Regions from separate parts of the Mus musculus genome. Here regions 1, 2, 3 and 5 are each linked to region 4. A link is a contact called in public HiChIP or PLAC-seq and promoter capture Hi-C data. All regions are on one chromosome and are shown on one strand. The core of a region is the stretch at or near the end of the contact, and the rest is flanking DNA. Distances in the headings are between cores, read along the strand shown.

Evidence for each region. Promoter capture Hi-C pulls out the DNA fragments that hold promoters and counts their contacts. HiChIP or PLAC-seq counts read pairs in DNA pulled down with a chosen protein or histone mark.
Region 1: a contact with region 4 is called in a promoter capture Hi-C map of pre-B cells, with 4 times the contacts expected there. The contact joins the promoter of Adrm1 here to the promoter of Prpf6 in region 4. A contact is called at or near these places in 3 of 39 promoter capture datasets (the C10 cell line, embryonic stem cells and pre-B cells) and 1 of 115 datasets of contacts at active chromatin or transcription factors (astrocytes).
Region 2: a contact with region 4 is called in a FOXA1 HiChIP or PLAC-seq map of pancreatic cancer cells. The contact joins the promoter of Lsm14b here to the promoter of Prpf6 in region 4. A contact is called at or near these places in 2 of 39 promoter capture datasets (both in liver) and 1 of 115 datasets of contacts at active chromatin or transcription factors (pancreatic cancer cells).
Region 3: an H3K27ac HiChIP or PLAC-seq map of microglia shows a contact between it and region 4, with 6 times the contacts expected there. The contact joins the promoter of Ss18l1 here to the promoter of Prpf6 in region 4. A contact is called at or near these places in 3 of 39 promoter capture datasets (the C10 cell line and liver) and 1 of 115 datasets of contacts at active chromatin or transcription factors (microglia).
Region 5: a promoter capture Hi-C map of pre-B cells shows a contact between it and region 4, with 4 times the contacts expected there. The contact joins the promoter of Mrgbp here to the promoter of Prpf6 in region 4. A contact is called at or near these places in 6 of 39 promoter capture datasets (the C10 cell line, the HPC-7 cell line, erythroid cells and 3 more), 1 of 484 Hi-C or Micro-C datasets (erythroblasts) and 2 of 9 other capture datasets (adipose tissue and liver).

What each region holds. Positions count from the first base shown.
Region 1 is chr2:180,170,233-180,172,932 of GRCm38.p6, reverse strand. It overlaps Adrm1 (adhesion regulating molecule 1), which reads right to left and starts at 1,345. Exons shown (of 10, transcript NM_019822.3): 1 at 1,245-1,345; 2 at 686-899; 3 at 1-77. The coding sequence starts at 898. Gm29886 (a long non-coding RNA gene) reads left to right here and starts at 1,683. Exons shown (of 4, transcript XR_867152.3): 1 at 1,683-1,767; 2 at 2,150-2,425.
Region 2 is chr2:180,023,671-180,026,370 of GRCm38.p6, reverse strand. It overlaps Lsm14b (LSM family member 14B), which reads right to left and starts at 1,384. Exons shown (of 10, transcript NM_001372364.1): 1 at 1,059-1,384. The coding sequence starts at 1,185.
Region 3 is chr2:180,041,158-180,043,857 of GRCm38.p6, reverse strand. Ss18l1 (SS18, nBAF chromatin remodeling complex subunit like 1) reads right to left here and starts at 1,375. Exons shown (of 11, transcript NM_178750.5): 1 at 990-1,375. The coding sequence starts at 1,058. It overlaps Psma7 (proteasome subunit alpha 7), which reads left to right and starts at 1,394. Exons shown (of 7, transcript NM_011969.2): 1 at 1,394-1,580. The coding sequence starts at 1,485.
Region 4 is chr2:181,599,897-181,602,596 of GRCm38.p6, reverse strand. It overlaps Prpf6 (pre-mRNA splicing factor 6), which reads right to left and starts at 1,278. Exons shown (of 21, transcript NM_133701.2): 1 at 1,066-1,278. The coding sequence starts at 1,136.
Region 5 is chr2:180,579,851-180,582,550 of GRCm38.p6, reverse strand. Mrgbp (MRG/MORF4L binding protein) reads right to left here and starts at 1,329. Exons shown (of 6, transcript NM_028479.2): 1 at 1,014-1,329. It overlaps Gm30144 (a long non-coding RNA gene), which reads left to right and starts at 683. Exons shown (of 5, transcript XR_001783605.2): 1 at 683-1,715.

The sequences.
Region 1 (2,700 bases), core at 96-2,595, 1.4 Mb after region 4:
TTGAGCACGTAGACCCTCCCACTGGGGCACTGAGGTACCCGCTTGAACTCACAGTCATCAGGAAAGATAATCAAGTCCTGGCGACACAAGGAGGACAGTCAGACGACAGATAGACAGAGGCACACAAGTGTGTACCACCAAGGCTTAGGTCCCTGAATATTTGCTGGACCCCAATAACAGGGTGGAGTCAAGAAGTCTCAGACCCCAGTGAAGACAAACAGAAGAGGGCCCAGACTGGAGGAATAGAAAAAGTGCTCTCTGAGGACCAGACGACTTAACAGAAACATTCTGGAACTGTGTTCCAAGAAGTAAAAGGTCAACCAACTCTGGCTAGCTGCTCCTAAGTGTAACAAAGAACAATGTACTTTGGGAGACAAAGAGCCCCAAGGAAAGCAGCCTCTTCAGAGCGCTAAACTACCCGAGGCTGTGGTGAGGGTCATATCTGCACACTCCTCCACAAGACTGGAAGTTTAAGGCCAGGGCTGAGGCCACCAGCCCACCCTATCACCCTGTCAGCAGGCTGTCTCTGCTAAAACCTTAAGAACCATGGTCACCACGGGGTGCATGGCTTCACAGAGTGACTGGAGCACTCTGCCAACCTTGGGACCCCTACACTAATCTATGGAAGATGAAGCCATATTCCCTGCTCTTGCCCCGCTGGCCTGTTCTGGCTACAGGCACTCACATCCTCCACGGTCCCAGAGGTCCTGTCTTTCCAACAGAAGTGAATAAGGGAGTCGTCCGTCTGCTGGATGTACACGAGACCTTTCCGTTTATCTGGGGTGACCGTAGTTCCTTTTAATGACATTTTTCCTGCCCGGAACTCCACCAAATATTTGGTAGAAGACCCCCGAGAGCCGGGCACCAGGCTTGGGAACAGAGCGCCTGAAGTCGTCATCCTGAAAAAACAGAGCGAGGCCCGTCGTTCCGCGTCGCGTGCTCAATGTCCCACCCATACGCCGGTCGGCCCGCGACTGCCCGGGAGCGGGAGCGCGCCAGGCTGCGCAAGGCCAGGGCTGTGCGCAGGGCCGAGCGCAGCCCCGCGGAGCCCCTGCTCCCGCGACGTCACTGCCCGCCCGTGCGGAGGGAGCCTCGCTGCGTCCGGCCCCGGCGCGTCTGGGGCACCGGCGGCCGGCCCGGACTGACTCGGCCCCCCGGCTGCTGCCGCGTCCCGTCCTCCCGCCGCTCGACCCAGCCTGGAGCCGCGTGCGCCTAAGCCGCCGCTGCCGCCACCGGGCCCCTACCTGGCGGTGCTCACACTCGGCCTAGGGGCACCGTCCGGGCTCGCTCTTCCTCCTCGGCGCCTGCCGGGCCTCGCCGGAAGCCCGTGCTTGGCCCGCCCCGCCGCCGCTCTCGCCGCGGATTGAGTTCCGTCAGCCGCGCGGCCGGCCCCGACCAGGTCCCGATTGGCCCTGGTCACCGTCCATCGCATCCGGCCCGCCTCCGCGCCGGCGGCCTGTTTCCGGCGGAAGCGCGGGCCAGAGCGGCCCCTATTGTTGCTGTGTCATAGGGGAGCGGCGGTGGCCCCTGGCGGCAGCGCTGGGAACAGCGCCCCGGCCTCCACGACTCGCAGAAAGGGCCCCCGCGGGGCGGCGCTGCAGAGGTCGAGACCAGGGTGATGGGCACCGGACCGTACACCAACGTGCTCGTGGGGTTGAGCTGTGACACGTACCCTGGGACGGATGTCCGCTGTTACCCATCTAGTTCTGAATGGACCTGTCTCTCTCCACACCGCAGGGAGACAGCCTGTCTGATTTGCATTATTGGGTGAGCGAGGTGTCAGGGCCCAAGACATAAAATAGTCACATGGTTTAAAAGGTAGGAGGTAGTCTCTTGACACGAGAGCGAGGAAAGTGTCAGCTTCATGTCACTTTGTGCTAATTTGACATACATTATAGGAAAGTACAAGCGGCTGCTCAGGATGGGGGAGTGGAGGTGGGGTGGAGAAGGTAGCATGGGGTTGCTCAATGCTGTAAGAACAAGTTCACAGAGCACCGCGGATGGGTGGGGTCTAAGGGCTGCTTGTAGCTAGTCAGGTAGGGTGCCACCACCTTCCTGTAGGGCAGAGGTGCTCGCAGAATGTAAAGCCCAAGAGTCCTCACAGTTTCTTTTACACACCACTTCCATTTCTTTGCTTCCTCTATGACAGCTTTAAGGCCCCAGGCCCACCCTCCAGCCCTCTCCAGGGCCAAGCAGTGCTGAATTCTCTGGCATGCTCCACAAGTTACCATCTGTGTATATGTGAAACGTGTGCGGTCTTTTTCTGAAACAAAGGTGAAAAGTAGTTTTTCTCACTTACTACTGTCTGACGCCGACACCAACGTGTTCCAGGCCAGCCTGAGCTGGAGGGAGTCCCGCCTCTAAGATGCATTTCTGTCGCCACTGTGGCTCACTCGCTTTAGTTCCTGCTTGGAATTCTGATGCAGTAAGTTCTACATGCTTGCGTCTGTCATCTTTTTGTTGGACTCTGTCCTGTGTAGTTTCCTTTTTTTAAAAGTGTGTGTCACCCATGTGGCAGTCTAAGCACAACATTCAGTAACTTGCTTCTTTACACTCTGGGTTCCTGTGATCAGACTTGGGTTACCAGACTTGCCTGGCAAACAATGTTACCTGTTGAGTCATCTCGCTGGCCCAGTTTCCAGCTTTACTACAAAAACCTTTGAATTTCGTTAGGTGTGGTGGCTCATGCCTGATAATCCC
Region 2 (2,700 bases), core at 135-2,634, 1.6 Mb after region 4:
TTTTCTCACATCTGACTTTGCAGATGGACCCTTAGGCCCTCATCACAAGCTGCAGCTGAGGAGATTTTCTGAGGCAAGCACGAAATCTCCCTAGCCCTGGTACAAAGAACAGGCCATGGTTGCTGCAGAAACAAAGGGAACAAATCTCCAAACTCAGACCCCCAACATTAGTTTCTATGTTCATAAGGAAATCCTGGACCCAACGGACCCTCGACAGGATGGATCTAGGAAGGCTAGCACACCTCTCTTTGGCAAGACTCCTGGGCTGAGCTGAATCTGGTGGCAGGCTTTAAGTAGCAAACTCCTATTGTGGACAGGGGCCTACTCTGGGTCTGGTTCTCCAACAGGGGATCTCACGTCAAGTGCAGCATGAAGAGTTCAAGAGAACAAAAAGCCGGAACCCTGAGCCCTTCACTGCAGCACCAGTCTGGGTCTGTGCGCCTCGCTTCAAATAGGAGGTATGGCTAGGGTTTAGGAGAATGGCCCAGGACTGCAGCATGCTGGCTTCAGATTGGCCTCGAACCTCCCATCTGCACCCTCGAGGGTCTAACACGTTAACCCCGGGCGGGCTGCGGCGCTCACGCTTCTGGAGAGCCGAAGGAAACAAGCGCCCCATTTAACGCGGAGAAAGAAGACAAAGAAGCTCTGGGCCCTCACGCTGCCGCGACTAGCGCACCGACTCTGGACTTCTCTCATCAAACCAACCCCTCAAGTGGACAGGGTCGGGAGAGTTCAGAGCAGGACAGCCGCAGTTCAACCGACGCCCTAGCTCGGCGAGAGGCTGCACCGCGACTCGACGGGCGGTGGCTACCAAGGGGTTCCAAGGAGAGCGCGCCGGACCCGGGCCCCCCGCCTCGGCGCGCGTCTCGCCCCGCGAGGGCGTCTCGCAGGTGGGGAGGTCCACGGCTTCAAAGCCGCCCCACCCCCCGACACCGGCAGGATCCTGGTCCGCTCCTCCCACAGCCCCCGCCGAAGCGGGGAACACCATTGTGCGGGCAGGCGCGGGGCGGCGAGCTGTTGGGGCGTCAGTTGGGCGCGCGGCGGCGGCGGGCCGCTACCTTTGGCGAGCGCCACGGTGGAGTTGTCGGTGTCGATGGTGTAGAGGATGCCCTCATAGCGGATCTGCGCCTTGGAGATGAGGCTGATCTTGCTGCCCAGATACGGGGTGCCGGACGAGCCGCTCATGGCGGCGGCCGGGGCGCGCAGGGCGCGGGGGACCAGCGCCGGGCCCCGCCCGCTCCGCTGCCGCGCGGTGGCCTGGCCTCCCACTCCTGCGCAGCTCCGCGCCGCCGCCTCCGAGGCGCCTCCTGCCGCGCCTAGGGGCCTGCGGGCCACGAGCGAACCGGAGAGGGAGCAGAGCGAGGCGCTTAGCCCGAGTCTGAAGGGAGCGGGGGAGGAGCGCCGCCGCAGCCACATCCGGGGCCTCCCGCCACCGCGCGCCGCCCCCGTACGCTCGCAGCCTATTGGCTCCTCGCTGCCGGCTCCCTTTAAATATGGCCGCGCCGCAGGCGGTGGGCGGGGCCGCGCCTGCGCATTTGGAAGCTGCCGGCCGGGGACCTGCCTCTCCGGGTCTTCCCAGCCGGTTCCCGGCGGGCCTCGCTCACCGCTTCGGGGCCTGAGACTGAGCGGGCGGGGCGAAGCGCGCGTGCGCGGGGCAGGCGGGAGGCCACTGTTTGCAAACTCGGGGGCGGGGCGGGGGCTGGACCTGGAAGAGCGCCAGGCTCCTCCCTCCGCGCGTGCCGCTGGCACCCTTCTGGCCCAGGTGTTAATAGGGCGGAGTTGTCAGTCTTCCTTTCTTGTTTGTTGGAGCTGGACCCCGACAGCGCCGGGCCAGGTGCGTCTTCAGTCCCGCTTGCTCCCCGGGGCTAAGGAACCGGCAGGCGGGTGCTGCTCAGTTCTGCAGCGCTCACGGCGGGGGCGACCCTGAAATAGAAAGTGCAGGGGGAGCTCGGGGCAGCCCTGCGCTCCCAAGCCTGATATCCCTAAAATAAGCCCTGACTGTTTTGGGTGACTCCCGCCCGCGTGCGCGCGTCCTCAGACTGCGGCCCAAAGCCCAGCCCGCAGTATAAAATTGGGAGATTTCCCCCTAAATCGCTTCCCATTCTTGCGTTGCTGACTCCGCATCATGCATAGCGGGTAACTTTGTATGTATGAGCGCATGCTAATTTACAGTTAGTCTCCACCATCAGATTAGAGCCCAATATTAGTTACTATGAGAAATTTGGTGGCGATTGGCATTTTATAAACGTGAAATAGAATGAAAGAGGAGATAAGGGAACATCCCATATAGTGAAAACAAGTACTGTTTTGTGAAACAATTTCTCTTAAATGTGAGCCATAAAACGTACTTCTTACTGTAGTGACATCAACTTACCACCACTGCCGGAGGATGCTGGGAATAGTTGTGAACAATTTTAAATTTTAATATTTTCTTATTCGGTGCATGTGCATGTGTGTCCGTGTGTGCATATGTCACAACATGTGTAGAGGCCAGAGGACAGTTAGGAGTTCTCTGCTTCCTGGAAGCATATGGGTCCCGGAAATGGGTATTCAGGGGGTCACACTTAGCAGCAAATGCATTTACCCGCTGAGCCATCTTGCTGAGCCTGTTTTTTGTTTTGTTTTTTTGTTTTTTGTTTTCTTTTAGTTTTAGTTTTAGTTGTGACAGGGGTCTGTCTTACTCTTAGCTCAGGTTGGCGG
Region 3 (2,700 bases), core at 126-2,625, 1.6 Mb after region 4:
CTATAAAACCTGCATTTCTGCTTTCCTCCAATAATCTCCCCTGCTAACTAGGACTTGCCAACAGTGATAACCATTATGTTCCTAAGGAGGATAGCAAGGGTGATCTGGGAAACAGGCGACAAGCGAAGAAAATCCCCACAAGCCTCTGAGGGAGTAGAGAGGCCAATTTCCTTTGGGAACTAACTGGCTCAAAAGAATTCAAGAATTCTGTAAAAGGAACCAGAATTAGGAAAAGCCATCGCGTAAGAAAGATGCCTGGAACCGCGAAGGCAAACAGTAAGAAGCTAAAGTGTCCAAGCCAAAACTTAAAGCTTCCTTTTGTTAAAGACGTCCACACACCCACGCAAACGCCTTCTCTGAGAAACTGGCCCAAACTAAAGGATGAAACTGAGAGACTGCAGGACAAACCTGCGGTGTCTGAAGCCAGGGTGCAGAAGGCGAGGCTCGCGGATACCCAGTGGCCCGAGCGGGGGCGGGGCTGCGCTAGCCTCAAGTCCGCCGCGTGCAGCAAGCTCTGGACAGCGGTGCGGGCTCTGGAAATGGCACGCACACTTTGGATGCGTTCCTTTGTGCAGGGCACCGCAGTACCTCACAAGAGCGGCCAGCTCGCCGCAGCGGCGCGCCTCCAGGCTGCCTGCTCCCCCTTCTCCACTCGCCAAGCATCGCGCAAAGGCGCGCGACCGTCGCTACCACGGCTGTCAGCAGAGCGCGACAAGCCCCCGCCCCGGCTGGAGGGGCCGCGGGCCCTGGCGTCTCGCTCTGTTGCGTCTGCTGCCTGGGGCGCTCTGGGAGAAGAACGCGCAACGCGCTCCGGGGTCCCCACCCCCTGCGGCCGCCGGGCCCCCGCTGCCAGTGCCTCCAGCAAAGTTGGCGCAGGCTTTCCTGGGGGCGCGGGGAGCCGCCGTCAGGGCTCCGTGCGGCGGGCTGTGCCCCGGCTTTGTTCGTGCCCCGCGCCCACCCGCACTCTGTACCCCCTCGGCCATGCCCACCTTCTGGATGGTCTGCTGAGTGACCTCCCCTTTGCCTCTCGGCCGCGCCGACGCGAAGGCCACGGACATGGTGGTGGCGCGGACTCAGCCCGTGATCATTGGGGTTTATTCTCCGGCTGCGCCCCGCGGCCCGAGGTGCCCATTCTCCGCAGAGCGGGGGCGGGGACACGGGGGGCGCGGTGCCGTGGGCTCGCCCGCCTGCCTGTCGCCAATGCGCGCTCGAGTCCCCCGCGTCCCCACGCCTTACGCGACTGCCTCCCAGGTCAGGATACCGCGCGGAGGCCCCCTGCACCCGGCCTGCGCTCTTCGTCCAGCCGGTAGCCGGTACACCGCCCCCTGTGCTGAGCTTCGGTGGTTCCGCCCGCCCTGCCCCGCCCCGCCGTGCCGCACGTCCCCCTGACGCCAGACGCCAGCAGCGTGGCCCGGGAGGGCGGGGCGCTGACGGTGAGTGTGCGCTTTTGAGCGGCGGCGGCCCGAGCTAGTGCGTCCGCAGTGATGAGCTACGACCGCGCCATCACCGTCTTCTCGCCCGACGGCCACCTCTTCCAAGTGGAGTACGCGCAGGAGGCGGTCAAAAAGGGCTCCACCGCGGTGAGCCGGCCCGGGGCCTGAGCGACGGGGTGCAAAAGGAAGCGGGGCACGCAGACCTGGGCGCGGGGGCCGCGCTATCTGCTGGCGGCGGGTGGACCAGGAGGTGACGGGAGCTGAATGGTGACGACGTAGGAAGGGCACCAGGTCGCGGGGACCGCGCCGCGCTTCCCGGAGAGCCGGGCGATTTTTTCTGGCTTCCCCACTGCGGAGCATCTAGGCGAGCGCATCCCCGGGGCTGGGCCGGGGCCATCTTGGTGCTGTGCGCGCGGCGCGGACGGCGGAGGCCGCAGGTGCGCGCGGGCGGCGGGAGGCTGGCTGTAGCCGGCGCCGGCGGGGACTTGGGGATCTGCGAGCTAGGCCCAGGTGGGCGTTGTGAACAAAGGGCGATTCGTCGGCCCTGCGATGGTGACAGGCTGCTTCCGGGTCCGCATGCGCCACCGACGCCGTGTTCTGGTTCCGGTGGGCCCTTCTCACCGCGCCCCAGTTTTGTTCAGTCCTTAGCACTGTTTGGAAAAGGACTCCCCACACCTGTAAGCGCCAGCAGTGAGACAGTTTTAGTTTTGGTTTTTGTTTTTCCCGAGTCACCGGATCTTCCGGAACACACGTGGTTCCGAGTCTTGAAACGCTTACATTTCCCAGGTATTTTATCTCCTTGAAACTAAAACCCCAAAGCTTTTGGTGACCCAATCCACCCAAGAACTCTGGAATGACAGGGCTTGGAAGTGCAGGCCTGTATAATCCTGGCATTTAGAAGGTTGAGGCTCGAAAAATCTCACAAGTACAAAGCCAGCCTGGGCTTCTAAATCTAGAGACCCTAAAGACTTCTAAAACTATAAAGACTCTTTGTGGTTGTGTGTGTGCATTATTAATTTATTATTTTAAAAGTTATTTTTATGTGCGTTTGGCCGTTTGTCTATATGTATATATCTGTGTGAGAGTGTCAGATTCCCTGGAACTAGAGTTGCCATATGGGTGCTGGGAATTGAACCTGGGGTCCTGTGGAAGAGCAGCCGCTGAGCCATCACTCCAAACCCAAGAGATACAGCTAGTGAGAAACCGTCTAACAAAAGAAAAACCTGTGAGGCCAGTGAGGTGGCTCCCTGCACTGCACCTGGTGACA
Region 4 (2,700 bases), core at 29-2,528:
TTCAGAGAATCAGTTCTCTCCTCCTACCTCGTGAATTCTGGGAACTCAAACTCAGGGTTGACAGAGCCTTTACCCTCTGAGCCACTTCACCAGCCACCTACTTGCCTTTTTATGTGCCTATACCAAATTCCACGTTTTTCCTTTACTCCCCCAAAATCTGACACTTCGTAAACCCAACTAAAATGCCACACTGCTGAATATCTCTTGACTTCTGTCCTACTTTTTGTGCTTATTTATACCAATACCGAACTTGTCTTGTGAACTGCAAGTCTTCTGAAAACGGCTGTGAATGCCTCCCTTCTCCTACCATTACCAAGGAAGACTTATGTTTCCCTAATCAAATGCATAAAAAGTAGGAAAAATACTATTCATCTACCCAACACCTTATGACTAGTGGCACTGCCATCTCTGTCCAGACGGCTGAGAATTTGAACAGGTGACCTACAGCCACACATCCTAGAGAAAAATGTTTAAGGGAAGAAAGGTATAGCACACTCTTACTGTATACATCAAAGACTCAACTGCTTCTTACAGCCAACTCGCTTACGGATATTACTTCAGACACCAAGACACTGAGATTCAGACCCCTCAGTCATATCTTAGAGTGGTAGTCAGGCCTCATGAACCTACATATTTCGACACATACATACATACATGCATACCCACTTTGTCGGAAAGGCATTATGCCAAATTACCTAGTTGTGGCGGTGAAAGTTAACCTTGTTTTTGAGACAAGGTTTCGTTAAGTAATTCTAGCTGTCCTGAAACTCGCTGTGTAGCCCTGGCTGTTTTGTAATTCGCTATGTAGACGAGGCTGGTCTCTTAACTTAAAAACGAAGGCCTCTGCCCCTGCCCCATCCCATCCCACCCACCCCCCACAACAATGCTGGGGTTAGAGACGTGCGCCACTAGCTCCAGCCCCTGGTTTTTTGTTTTATTTTGAGACGCGGTCTCTCTAGCTCTAGTGGCTGCTAGTCCAGAATCGTTCTCAAATAGGCCAAGAGCGAGCTGTGTTCCAGGGCACCAGGCACCCTACCCGGGGCAAACTCCCCCCCACTGCCTTACCCCCTGCCCAGCCCGGGTACGTAGCCCAGCGGCGCAGGCATGCCCAGGAACGGCTTCTTCTTCTTGTTCATGGCGGTGTTATTGACCGAAACACAGAAAAGCAGGGGAGCAAGTATACGACAGAAGACTCAGAGTCCTCCGGGTGTCGCAGCAGTAAGAGATGCAGGCACTACGTCACCCGCGCACCGGAAGTAGAGAGCTGGGTCACGGAAAGCCCCGCCCACCTAGAGCTTCGGGCGGAAGTCAAAGATGTGGGTTTGCAAAGTGTTTCCGGCCAGCGCTGTGTGCAGTGTTTGTTGCGGGAAGACGCGCGTGCGCGTGACGGTATTCGGTATCGCGCCACAAGGACGTGGGTTCGATTTTCATGCCAGCCTTGACGCGGAGCCGGAACGCATTAGTCCTGTTCAGGAGCGTTCCGGTGCAAGCAAGGCTGCGAAGCCACTTAGTTCAACCACCATAACCACTTCAGACTAGCCTTACTGTACTGAACCGTATGCGGCCACCGACGGTCCAGACTACGCCATCAGATCCGGGACCACTCCAACCCCCGCGCGCCTTCTGAGGACAGATGTATAGTGCACTCAACAGTGTGTGGGCCAGCGTCACAAGCTTGGGAGTGATTGTGTGCCCAGTGGCTTGAGTGGACTCACACCACTCTACTTTGCACAGATATTTTCTGTGTGCAGCTCCTCCCGAAACACAATGCCAGTCCCACCTGTTGTGTAATAATAGCTTCAGGCCGTGAATTAGGCTGTACAGGGCATTAACCCCACGCTATAAAAAGTTGCTTAGCCTCGGCGATGTCTACCTGCAGAAGCAGTATGCCACCCCTGGGAAACAACCCTGCTCCGAGTTAAACCTCAAAAATAGCTGTAAACTCCTGGTAGCTACTCTGTGTGTATGTCCCAGCCCTTTTAGGTTAGGGGCCCTCAGTGTTTAAATAAAGCAGTCTCAGCCCGTTGAGACAGTCTGCCTCTCAGCCTCACTTGTCTTACACCTCCTACACATGGGGAGAGCACCAGACTCTAGGGCCGACAGGAAAAACTGCAAGTTGTGCAGCCTGGACTCTGCTGGATCAGACAACCAGGCCTCTACAGCCAATGCTTTTCAGTGAGGTACTAAAGCAGTCCTGGCTCCCTAGACAGGTTTTTAGGGAGGAGCAGGATTGAGTCTGTGAACACTGACCCACAGGGAACTGTGCCTGACAGAGGGGCTTCACAGAGATAGGAGTATTGCCTGAAGTTCAAAGCAAAGTGGTCCGTAAATGAGGGTCAGCAAATACTCCAGTAAAGAATGAGCTAGTAGCTGACTCAGACAGATACAGACACCAACAGCCAAGCAGTGGATTGAGCTTGAGGATTCTTATGGAAGAACAGGGGAAAGGATTGTGGGTCCTGAAGGGGATAGGAACTCCACAGGAAGACCAACAGAGTCAACTAACCTGGACCCTTGGAGCTCTCAGAGTCTGAACCGCCAACCAAGGAACATACACCGGCTGAACCTAGGTTTCCCCACTCATGCATGGCAGATATGTGGCTTGATGTGGGTCCTAAATAACTGAATCAAGGGCTATCTCTACGTGGAATATGTTCTGCTAGCTGGGCTGCCTTGTCTGGCCTCAGTGGGAGAAGCACC
Region 5 (2,700 bases), core at 80-2,579, 1.0 Mb after region 4:
TGACACACTCCTGTAATTCTAGCTCTCGGGAGAGAGAGGCAGGAGTTCTGAGTCAGCCAAGTCTGCATAGCATGACACACACGGCCCAAAAATCTGGGCTTCACCTGGTTAGGTAATTTGGAAAAGAACTCAGCTAGAAGTGAAGGTGTGTCTCTCCTTGCCAGAGATAAATTGTACAATATGTAAATTACATCTCACTAAAACTGTTTAAGAAAAATAGTTTAAACAACAACAGCAGCAACAACAATAACAACAACAACATCCCATGGGCTAGTGAGATGGCCCATCTAATAGAGATCCTTGTGCACAGCCCATAACTGGAACTCCACCCCTGGATCCTAGAGCTGGCAGGAGAGGAGCAATTCTTAGGAGTTGTACTCTAGAGCTGGAGACATGGCTCAGCGGTTAAGAGCACTGACTGCTCTACCAGAAGTCCTGAGTTCAATTCCCAGCAACCACATGGTGGCTCACAATCATCTGTAATGGGTTCTGATGCCCTCTTCTGGTGTGTCTGAAGATAGCTACAGCATAGTCATATAAATAAAATAAGTAAAAAAAAAAAAAAAAGTTGTATTCTAACCTCTATATGTATTCCATGGTATATGCACACTTGCACACACACACCATAAATAATTTAAAAATTTAAAGCCCAACAATCACATTTTGTAGGAGTGAAGCTCTGTATATCTTTCAGTAGCCCTGACCTGAGTGCACGACAGTCCCAGAATTAAGTGCTTCCTTGGCATCAGAAGACAGAAATCCAGGTCCTGTCGGCCTTGCTACCTACCTGTACCTCCATTCTGTCCCTACAGTGGATCCACTCCAGAAGTGGTTGGATGATTAACTCAGACTGTCAGAATTTCAGGCAGGTGTTAGTAGCTCTACATGGGATTGGATAGGGCCAAGGGCTGGGCACAGCAGCCTTAAGAACATGGTTGCTTCTGGGCCTGAGTCACCCCAGTCAGCTGTGCCATGGGTCCTACCCTGCCACCCATCCAGGTTTCATTACTTACCCATTCCTCAGCCATTGCCAGGCATCAGAATCCCTTTTCTGACTGATGCCTCTCAGACTAAGATGTTGAGAACCTTTGTTCTCCTTTGTGCTATGGGGCCACTGTAGCTCTGAACTCTTGGGTCTTGATAAGGATCACTTGCTGGCTGCCACAAGCCTTGAATCCAGTCCTGACACTCCACTTGCCCCTCATTCAGGCCTGTAACCAGACAATGCTCACAGCAGGGAACCATGGAGGGTGCTGGCTCTGACCTGTCTCATTGTCTGGGACAGCTCAGAGCTCAGAGCCAGACAGCAGTCTGTGGCCAGGCTTCAGCTTTCCCACTGTGAAAGCGTAGCTGGTGGAAAAGTTCCCACAATGCCACAGGGGAGGTGTGGCCCAATAAAGCTTCATAAGGGGGTGTGGGGTCACTGCTATCATGTGGATATGATGCAGCTGGGAGTTATGATCTCACAGGGGCGGTGCCCTTGCCTCTGCTTGGTTGGCATGCAGAACTTGGCTTAGTTACTGTACGGCTGGGTGAAGCATAATCTACCATCTGGGACATGTCATAAAGCAAGTTCCCAACCTAAGAGCTGCCACATATTAAGTGCCCAGGAGCTGATTGATAATATCCTGGTTATTCTCTGAATATCTAAGGCATGGTAGACTCTGCTGCTGACTGCTTCTGGTTCCGGTCCACCTTAGTCTCACCCCTACCAGGTAGGATACTCCTTCAATTTGGAGTGCGTCCTTCTTCAGGGAGCTTCCCTATGTAACCCTCAACCTCATCTATCCTAGCTGGTCCTCTCTGGTTTGTGCGATCTCTGTACTCAGACCACATCCTACCAGCCATGACATTTGCAAACATCCGTCTGTTACTTCAGAACGCGTGACTGGCAATATAGACTTGATGCCTATAGACAGGTTGGATGGTTTAGGAGAGAAGGATGACTTCATTCTTTCTCTCCACGAAGCCACAGCAGGTCTCTGCAGAACTCTCTGTTAGGTAGTAGGAAGTAGCTGAGCATCAAGGTCAGCAGCTAAGACCCCGCCTACTATCCCACGCTAACTTCTTATTTTCATGAACATGTAGGCTCTCTAGTCCAAAAGCATGAATTAAGAGGAAGCTGTGCTTGTTCGTTTTGTAGCGCTCCTGTGATTATCACTCTCTAACAAGGAGCTGTAGAGAAACCATTAGCCCATGATCATGTGTGTGATCCCGTAGCTTCAAAGTGAATTCACACCTGTTGGGAGCTGAGAGGTTCCTTCAAACCTGATAGAAGGATTTCTTTGGTCTGGAGCAGGTGTCTGTGTGGCACACCACCAACTTTCTGTAGAAATGGCTGGTGAAGTTTGCCCAGATTTGTCTTCTCCGTGAGGTCTTCAGGTGGTTCCAGGTGGCCAGGATATAATCAGCTTTGTAGCAAGACTCCTTACTTCCCAGATACAAAGTAGACAATGATATATATCTACTAGCCAACTGGTCAAGTCCTTTCTCATTTGTTGCGACTCCTGCTGCTTAAGTCTTTTATACAAGATAGATACAAGTGCTGGGATTCTTGATCCTAGTGTGAAGGGTTCAGACTGGGCTCAGGTGAGAAATAAAGGCCATAGAAATGCTCTCCTTCATTTAATGAATATACAAGCCTAATAGTTTATACACCAGTCTAGTTTACTTTGACCAGTGTGAACTATTCCCCAGACC